Linked DNA regions of Zea mays: all the other regions are linked to region 3. Evidence: chromatin contacts called from public Hi-C data. All regions are on one chromosome and are shown on one strand. The core of a region is the stretch at or near the end of the contact, and the rest is flanking DNA. Distances in the headings are between cores, read along the strand shown.

Region 1 (2,700 bases), core at 115-2,614, 390 kb after region 3:
TGCCCATGGATTGATTGGCATGTGGAGTGTACCACTCCATGGATCTTACTCTTTCGCTATGGTAACGCTTGGCAGGAACTGTGAGGACATCGCCATGGCTTTTCTTGTTGCAAATGCTACTGGAGCCCCGCCTATATGGGTGCAAGGTCAGTGAGCAATGAGCACCCTTTTCATCAAGGAGTAAGAAAAATGTTCTTGACAAAAGAGAGAGAGAGAGAGAGAGAGAGAGCTGCCGAATCAGCTGAATTTGTCTGCTTCTTGCATCCACAAATTTAATCTTGAGAGAGCGGTTTCAGTTAATGGACATTATTAGTTAAAATATACTTAGATAGTCTTTTTTTTGTTTTGTTTGGCCGTGACAAACTTTATCAGCCACTGTAGGGTCTACAGACCTTATCCTTCGTTTAGATTCAGATTTCAGAGGGACGGTTTATACTTGCAATTAGGAGGACTATGTAGCTTTTTACATTGTTTGACCACACGAGCTTGTTGTTGCTTGGCTGTATTGGAATTTAAAAACTGATGAAGCCACTATCACTTTCATAATTTCCTGAGCTTCCCACCTGCTAGCGCAAAGAAGTCACTGTAGTTCATCTGAAACTTCCTTGGCATTTTTTTTCTGCTTGGCCATTGCTTGCTGCATTGGCAACAGCCTCGAGTAGCAACTGAATAATAATAATAATAATGATCCTCTGCAGCTGGTACCTTCCTCACATCCCTGTCCCTTGATATACTACCGCAGGAAGGATATTTGAGATTGGATCGAGCGGCATCAGCAGCCTGAAAGGCCATGGCTTGCAGAGATCAAGGTGCCTCAACGCGTTCGCCGCCATGTACGGCCACATGCCGCTCGTAGCCACCACAGTCAAGGCCGTGGACAGCCGCGGGAGCTGGTTCTGGTGATAAAGATATGTGCCTCTTTTTTCTGTACATCCTAGCCTTGCCTCTAGTCTACATTGTTTATATAGCAGAGTTTGAAACCAGAGATAAGAATGAGTAGGCTAGTGTGTCTGTGCATAATTCATCCGCACCTTAGAACACAGGCTATATAGATTTTACAGATGGAACTGAGACGCAGTGATTATATCCATATTGCTGTTGGAGCCTTAGTCCAACATCAGGATCAGCTAAGGCCCTGTTTGGTTCCTTTAGTTAGTAGGTAACTATGTGCAAGGAGATTGTTTATGTATGTGAGACAGTAATTATTAATTCAATGAATGAAATTTATGGTGGTGGTCTGTCTCTCTCCTCTATTTTGTGTGGAGGATCGACTATTTTGTGTGCGCCTGGCTGCCTGCCAAGATCCTGATGCTGTCCAGTTCAGTGATCAGTGGGCTAACTTTTATGTGGCTGTGACGGCCGAAACAGGATAGTGAGGATAAGGGGGGCACTCTTTCGTTGGGCCAGCGCTGCATGCTTCCTTGCTTGCTTTTTTGTCGCGCCTGCTTCTCCCCCCTCTGCCTCTTGGTGCTGCTTCCTGGTGGGGGAAGGGAAGGAGAAGGCTGTGTGCGTCCTGCGCCGATAACGCGATGGTGTCCATTGTCACTGAGGTATGGGCGCTCGCTGGATGCGGCCCGGCGTCCAAGGCGGCGGCGGTAGCGGTAGCGGCGCAGGAGTTGCCGGCGCAGCATCCTTCTCCTGCCGCAGCGGGAGGAGGGAAGGCCAAGAAGAGAGCCGTGCCAGTGTCGTTCAGAGGCGTCAGCAGCGGCGGTGGTCAGGACCACCAGCGTGAGGCCGCCGCCGTCGTCGTCGGGCGGCGGCGCGGCCTCGCGTCGTGCGCGCTCGCCGCCGTCGCCGCCTCGTTCTCCGCCCGCGCTGACCGCCCCGCGCGGGCGCTTGTCCTCGAGGAAGACGACGACATCGAGCTGCTGGAGCGCGTGAAGGAGGACAGGAAGAAGCGGCTGCAGAAGCAGGGCATCATCAGCTCCTCCGGCGCCGAGACCGGTCTGTTCACATCTCATGAGTTGCAGCCGCTCGCTCTCGTCTCTCTCTTTTTTTTTTCTTCTTCCTCCTCCCTCCATTTACGACTAGACAAGAATACCTCTGAAGCTTTGCTCTCCAGCAGTAACCGTAAACCGTGCTGTGGTTTGATCCGCAAAACCCACAGGGTATTTGCAGGACCTCATCTACAGGCTCAGCAAAGTCGGGCAGGCCATTGACAACGACGACCTCCCAGCCGCGAGCAGCGTGCTGGGACCAAGCTCAGACGCCCAGTGGGTGCAGAACATCAATGCAGCTTTCTCCAAGGTTCTTCCTCTCTCTCTCTCTCTCTCTCAACCATCCTTGTCTTTTCAGGACTCCACTCCAGCGTTCTTCTCATCTATTTCGATCCGCGTGTGTAACAACAGCTCAGCTCAAGCCCGGAGCAGAGGAACGTGGTCGACAGCTTCAACAGCTCGCTGGCCACACTGTTTACATCAGGTAGTTACATGTGCAAAAGGCCTATCCTGCTTTGTGCCCGTAGTATGAATGAACCTGACAGGTTTCGTGGATCCTCTGGTTTTTTCCAGTGAGCAAGCTCGACCCTGAATCCTCCAAGTCGGCGTTCGTGTCGTCCGCGACGGCGTTGGAGAAATGGATCGCGTTAGCTGGACTGGGCGGCCAGCTCAAGGGCTACTGATGCGTGCGAGGGGAAGAGAAGCACTGGGTTGTTCTATGTTTGGGTCCGGCATTTGTGAATCTCCTGAAGAGGGTACCGTG
Region 2 (2,700 bases), core at 169-2,668, 330 kb after region 3:
AATATATTAGGAACTAGACTGATGCAAGCCACAGGCAACGAATGAGGGGCGCATAAACTTACAATATCAGGGAACTTGTCCTTGAGCAAGCGGATTGTACGTGGAACCAGACCATTATCGTTGTACGCTTCATCTCCTGTTGGAGACTGGAGGAAAACAAGAGCGTAAGCTACTCTGCCTAAGACACAGACAAGCAAGAAATTTGTTGTATTTGTTTATAGACCTTCAATGCATCGGGAACTTTAGGAAAGAGAACAAAACTATTAACACCAACATCGCGGGCCTTGTAAACCTGCACATACCATCAGTTTGAAGAGTTACTTAATACTATTGATCCAAGCAATAAACACGTGAATTTGTCTCCAGTAAATTCATCGAAAAGAACATTGCAAACAAACATTCAGGATACGAGATAACCCTCAAGGCCCCAACACTTTCAGTACCTCGTCAAGCAGCCCGTGCCTCCACCCAAGCCTATAGCACCCTGGCATAGCTCCGATAGGAGCATCTTCTTCTCCTACAGATCACCGAGCAAATCCAGCATATCAGATGTGAATTGTGTTCAACTCTCTATGTCAGTGAATTCCACTACCAACCTTCATGGATAAACAATGGAAGCACAAAGTTAGCAGGCGAGATGCTCGTCTCCTGGAATGCAGCCCTAAGAGCAGGTGATTTGCGGTTGCGACGGGGGCGCTTTGCCATGTCCTAAATAACACGTGGGGAGAAGAATATGTATATGCACAAGTCAGGATTTTGCGGTTACAGTAAGAGCACGCAAAATTCACAGACGAAACCCATCGAGTGCATACAAGGGGCCTGATCTCCGGCGTTCCTTCAGGGGCCTTCGGCCTAACCAGCGGCGGGGGAGCAGGGAACTTCCCAGCGACGGCGTCGGCCTCGCACTCCTCGATGGTCCTCCCGGACGGCGCCCTGACGGCCGCCGCCGCCTCCTGCTCGCTGCTGACCCGGACGGCCGTGGAACGCAGCCTTGGCCCGGCTCTTGGCACGGCGGAACAGCTTCCAAAGGTGGCGTGGCCGTGGCCACTCCTAGCCTGGAGCATCTGAACGTTGGCGGGGGAGAAGGAGACGGTGAACGCCATGGCCGAGCTGCAACGGAGGTCAACGCCAATACGATGGATTCCACAGACATGGTCAGCAATTGAGAACGACTCCGACGCCTGAGCATATCTTATCTTCTTATCTTCTAATAATGCCGAATAGTTCGACCGAAAATCGGAAGTGGTGTTCTCGGAGGGAGAGAAATCAGGGGGATTGGAGATTGCTGTGTGCAGTCAAAAACTTCCAAATCTTGGAGAAGAAGATGAGGAGCACTTGGCGGCAGGGGGGTGTTACCTGGACACTGGAGAGGACGATGAGGAGGAGACGCAGCAGCACGGAGAAGCTGCTAATCCTGTGGCCTCCGTTTGCCCTCGATGGCGATGCCCCCGTCTTTAGTAGACCACAGGCTTGCGTTTCTTTGTCTCCATCTTCCCCACGTTTGTCAGTCACTCAGTCGCCACCTGCTCCCTATACAGCTCTGATTTGTGATTTCAGACTCTGTAGTCGCAAACACACACCCCCAAAAAAAAAACTAGAGGCATCTCTCAAACTTTTCTTTAAAAAAGAATTGGCAAAGAAGAAGATTAAGTTGGCTCGAAATTTAAGTAAAGCCGATTTCAGGTTAGAGTGAAGCTTTCAAAAAAAGAAGAAAAGAAAAGAAGAGAGAACATCTACTCGTTAGAGATCTGCCGGAGAAAGACAAACCAAGAAGAATCAGAGCACTGAATCTTTGGTTGTCCACCATAGGCGTGAGCTGCCGTATGCTGCTTGAGCAGCAGAACAGGCCGAAACCAACTTTCCCAACAGAGAAAGAGAGAGTACTCCAGAGTCCGGACCACTCTTGCAGCCTCAGGCTTTGCATTCTCTTTCAAGATTGTGAGCAAACCAGCCATCATTTCATCAGGTGCACGTGCACTGCTTCCTTTGCTTCAAAGATTGGTCTCTTCTTTTCCACTGTACTGTTCTTCTTGGTGAAATTATGCAAACTTTTACAGTTTTAGATGAAAAGGAGTGGGGACAGGAGAACTTATCATACAATGCAATATTGCAAAAATAAAATTTTGTTTCCTGGAGTCGGTCTGTGCAATGATCTTTACAGAAGGGCCAAACGGCATACCATGTGAATGACACAAGGCTTGTATAGGAAAAACGTATGGCTTTACAGGAGGAGAAAATATACACGTCGTATGACTCGTATATTACATGTCCGAGTCTGATGGTGCGCATCAATCAGGTGTTCTTCTCTAGAACAGACAGTGCTGGTGCGAGATAGTTGTTAGCCTTGTCTGGCAGATGAGCCACCTGAAAACGTCCATGCCATATATTATTATCAAACGCGAAACTAAACAGAAACAACAATTCATGGCCTTGACAAGAACGTGAGGATCCATCAGTTTTGGATTTCAACCATTAACTTACAAGTTCATAAAGCTCGTTCCCTTGGTCACTGACGTACTCGTAGCATACCTAATCGAGTGCGTAGCAACAAGTTCAGTTATTGCACGACAGCATACTATTGTCAGTAGGAGTAAGCGTTGCCGTACATGAAAGGGAGCAAGAGAACAATCTTACATCGAAACTTTTGTTTCTCGCAGTGGAATCATGCAGTGCCTTGACACAGATATCAGCCACATCAGC
Region 3 (2,700 bases), core at 109-2,608:
TCGACATCTTGTCGAGTTTCATTAAAAGAAAAACTGTACATAACTCCTACTCCCAGATAAAAACTTAAGTTCATCATGGTGCTATTTATGCATTGTATCTGTTCATCATGGTCCTGACGTTCATCGCATTAACGGTTATCAAGACCACTACGCATCACTCTTAACAGCTTTTCTCGGATTTTGTTGCTAGCAAATGTCTCTGGATCCTATATGTTACTGACTGGTTTACTGTACCTTATTACCCTTGTCGCCTCTGAAGTTCTGCTTCTGGAGGCCTGGCAGAAGAACCGGATCCCATATCTAGCCTGCACCGCAGCCATGGCAGTTGCTCCAACAACTTTGGGCTTGGGCATGTTGTTCCTCTGGCCCGTCTCAGGGTCCGTCCTGCCCATCCTTGATGCGATTGCAAATGTCCGAGCACTCTATCAGGCTAATTGAACAACAAACTGATCAGATCAGAAAGTTGAGCTCACTTTGGTGACCCACGAGCAGTGGTAGCATCTGCTATAGTGAAAAGAAGAGGGGGCTGTAGTGCAGGTAGTAGTAGTACCCACCAGTACTGCCGGCTGCGGAAGCCGTCCTTGAACACCACGAGGGGCCTGCGCACACCAGAAAACAACCCAACGTGAATGAACAAGTCAAACGCACCGGCAGTACTCGTCCGCCGGTGTAGGTCCGGTGGCTGGTGTTTTTCTTTATTATTTTACCTCCTGACGTTGAGGGGCCCCTCGCCGGGCGCGCCGCCGCCGCCGCGGATGCAGGTGCCGACGCACTTGGTCGTGCACTGCAACGCCTTGGCCGACCTGGGGTGCTTGATCCGCTCTTGCTTCCCGTCGCCCCCTGCTCACCAGCTCCTCCTCCGTCAGCCACGCTGACGCTACGACTACGACATACGCATGCACAAAAGGGAAAAAGGTTGCGAAGCATGTGCCGAATGTGCGTGTCTGCACGCACCGGAGAGCGTGGGCGGGACGTTGGAGAAGGTGTCCGCCTGGGGCGCCGGGGTCGAGAGGATGGCCGCGAGAGCCAGCGCCACCACGGCCTGTGCCGCCGGCGCCGACATCCCCCGGCCCGGGTGCCTGCGTGGCCTCGGCTCTCAGGCGACGAGCCGACGCCGACGGCGAGATGGTGGCACTGGCAGTGGCAGGCACAGGAACAAGACAAGAGCGCGCGCACCGTGGTCCGTGGCCTCGCGGAATCCAGGTATAATAGACCTCTGGTGTGGCCACCGGCCAGCCACCCGGTCCCGGATCAGCCTCGCTGGCTGCCGAATCACCAGCGCTAACACAAGTGACCAGTGGACTCGCGAGTTGCGACTGGAGGAAGGAAGATACGATGGGCCCACCTGCTCCCGGGCTAGGCCGGATCTTTATCGGGCCTGCGGCACCTAGCCCAGCGCTTGCACCTCACCCAGGACGAGGCCCAGGGAGGATCCTCCCGACTCCGACGCTGCGTAGGACTCCCCGACTCCGACGGCGTCCGCCCGCGTCGCGTGCCACGCCCACGCCACGCCGGCCGCCGCGAGGAAAGAACACCGGGTACTTCCCCTTCCCTTACGCTCCAGTTTCACAAGTCGCGAGCCGTGCGTCGCGTCGACGCGAGTTCCGCGTGAGGGAGCAGGCAGTTGCAGTTGGAGGCGGTGACGAAACCCTAGGACTTGAGCTCCAGCGCACGGCTCGGGTCCTCCTCACCGTTCCCGGCGATGGACCGGCGGCAGGAGCTCTGCAGGAACTTCCAGCGCGGCAGGTGCGGAGTATTCTCCTCCCCCTCTCCGTTGCCGCGGCATGCGATTGCCTCCGGCTGTGCACATTTATTTAAGTTCAGTCGTTATGCTCGCTCTGGGTGCCCGTACCTTCTGTGGTTTTCATTCACGTCCTGGATGGTGCAGCTGCAAGTACGGATCGCACTGCAGGTTTGTGCACGCCTCCTCTCAGCAGCAGCAGCAGGCGAAGCCCAACCCGTTTGGGTTCGGCTTAGGGAGTAGGCAGCAGCAACAGCAGCAGTCTTCGTTTCGTGCGCAGTTCCAGCAGCAGCAGCAGCAGAAGCCCAACCCGTTTGGATTTGGAGTGCAAGGCAGTGCGGCTGCACAGTCCAGAAACGCTCCTGGCCAGGCAAAGGTTTGTGTTGTCTGATGGATACATAATCTGTTTTTTTATGGTTCTTTCTCACTTGTGGAATTCAGCTTGTGTAACGATCATTCCTTTATTTGACTGATGGATTTGTTGAATCAGCCATTTCAAAATAAATGGGTAAGGGACCCCTCAGCCCCAACGAAGCAACAGGAAGCGGCACAGCCACCAGCAGCAGCCCACACGTGAGTCTGCGATTCTGGGATGCTGTACTTTTGAATCCTGCTTGATTATTCCTTGCTATATGTGAGTCACCAACTTTGTGAGTTTTTTTGCCAGCTCCTGTACAGATCCTGAGTCCTGCAGGCAACAGATTGCCGAGGATTTTAAGAATGAAACTCCACTCTGGAAGCTTACGTGCTATGCTCACCTCAGGAGGTAAATAACTAACTCGTCGTGCTTCAACTAGTGGCATCTGCCTCCCTCAATGCATTGTGCTCATCTTTTTGTATTTTGTTTGTGTTAGCGGTCCTTGTGACATCACGGGAGATATTAGCTTTGAAGAGCTGAGAGCTAACGCGTATGAGCAAGGCAGGCAAGGGCATCCTCTGCAGTCAATAGTAAGCTTTGG

Evidence for each region. A called contact is a pair of places that touch in the nucleus more often than the background predicts.
Region 1: a contact with region 3 is called in a Hi-C map of leaf, with 5 times the contacts expected there. The contact joins the promoter of LOC100283751 here to the promoter of LOC100281505 in region 3. A contact is called at or near these places in 9 of 25 Hi-C or Micro-C datasets (bundle sheath, ear, endosperm and 3 more).
Region 2: a contact with region 3 is called in a Hi-C map of ear, with 4 times the contacts expected there. The contact joins the promoter of LOC100284052 here to the promoter of LOC100281505 in region 3. A contact is called at or near these places in 11 of 25 Hi-C or Micro-C datasets (bundle sheath, ear, endosperm and 5 more).

The regions. Positions count from the first base shown.
Region 1 is chr5:60,406,497-60,409,196 of Zm-B73-REFERENCE-NAM-5.0, forward strand. It overlaps LOC100283751, which reads left to right and starts at 1,365. Exons shown (of 4, transcript NM_001367171.1): 1 at 1,365-1,944; 2 at 2,108-2,247; 3 at 2,349-2,421; 4 at 2,511-2,700. The coding sequence starts at 1,530. The coding sequence ends at 2,620.
Region 2 is chr5:60,343,887-60,346,586 of Zm-B73-REFERENCE-NAM-5.0, forward strand. It overlaps LOC100284052, which reads right to left and starts at 1,419. Exons shown (of 13, transcript NM_001370614.1): 1 at 1,357-1,419; 2 at 813-1,110; 3 at 597-708; 4 at 444-517; 5 at 224-292; 6 at 63-146. The coding sequence starts at 1,103. It overlaps LOC100501691, which reads right to left. Exons shown (of 13, transcript NM_001196366.2): 11 at 2,635-2,700; 12 at 2,482-2,529; 13 at 2,090-2,364. The coding sequence ends at 2,293.
Region 3 is chr5:60,015,537-60,018,236 of Zm-B73-REFERENCE-NAM-5.0, forward strand. LOC100281505 reads left to right here and starts at 1,359. Exons shown (of 11, transcript NM_001154423.2): 1 at 1,359-1,746; 2 at 1,889-2,117; 3 at 2,232-2,314; 4 at 2,409-2,507; 5 at 2,596-2,689. The coding sequence starts at 1,703. It overlaps LOC100382664, which reads left to right. Exons shown (of 10, transcript NM_001361672.1): 10 at 1-177. LOC100275809 reads right to left here and starts at 1,291. Exons shown (of 3, transcript NM_001403697.1): 1 at 955-1,291; 2 at 708-840; 3 at 1-599. The coding sequence starts at 1,063. The coding sequence ends at 470.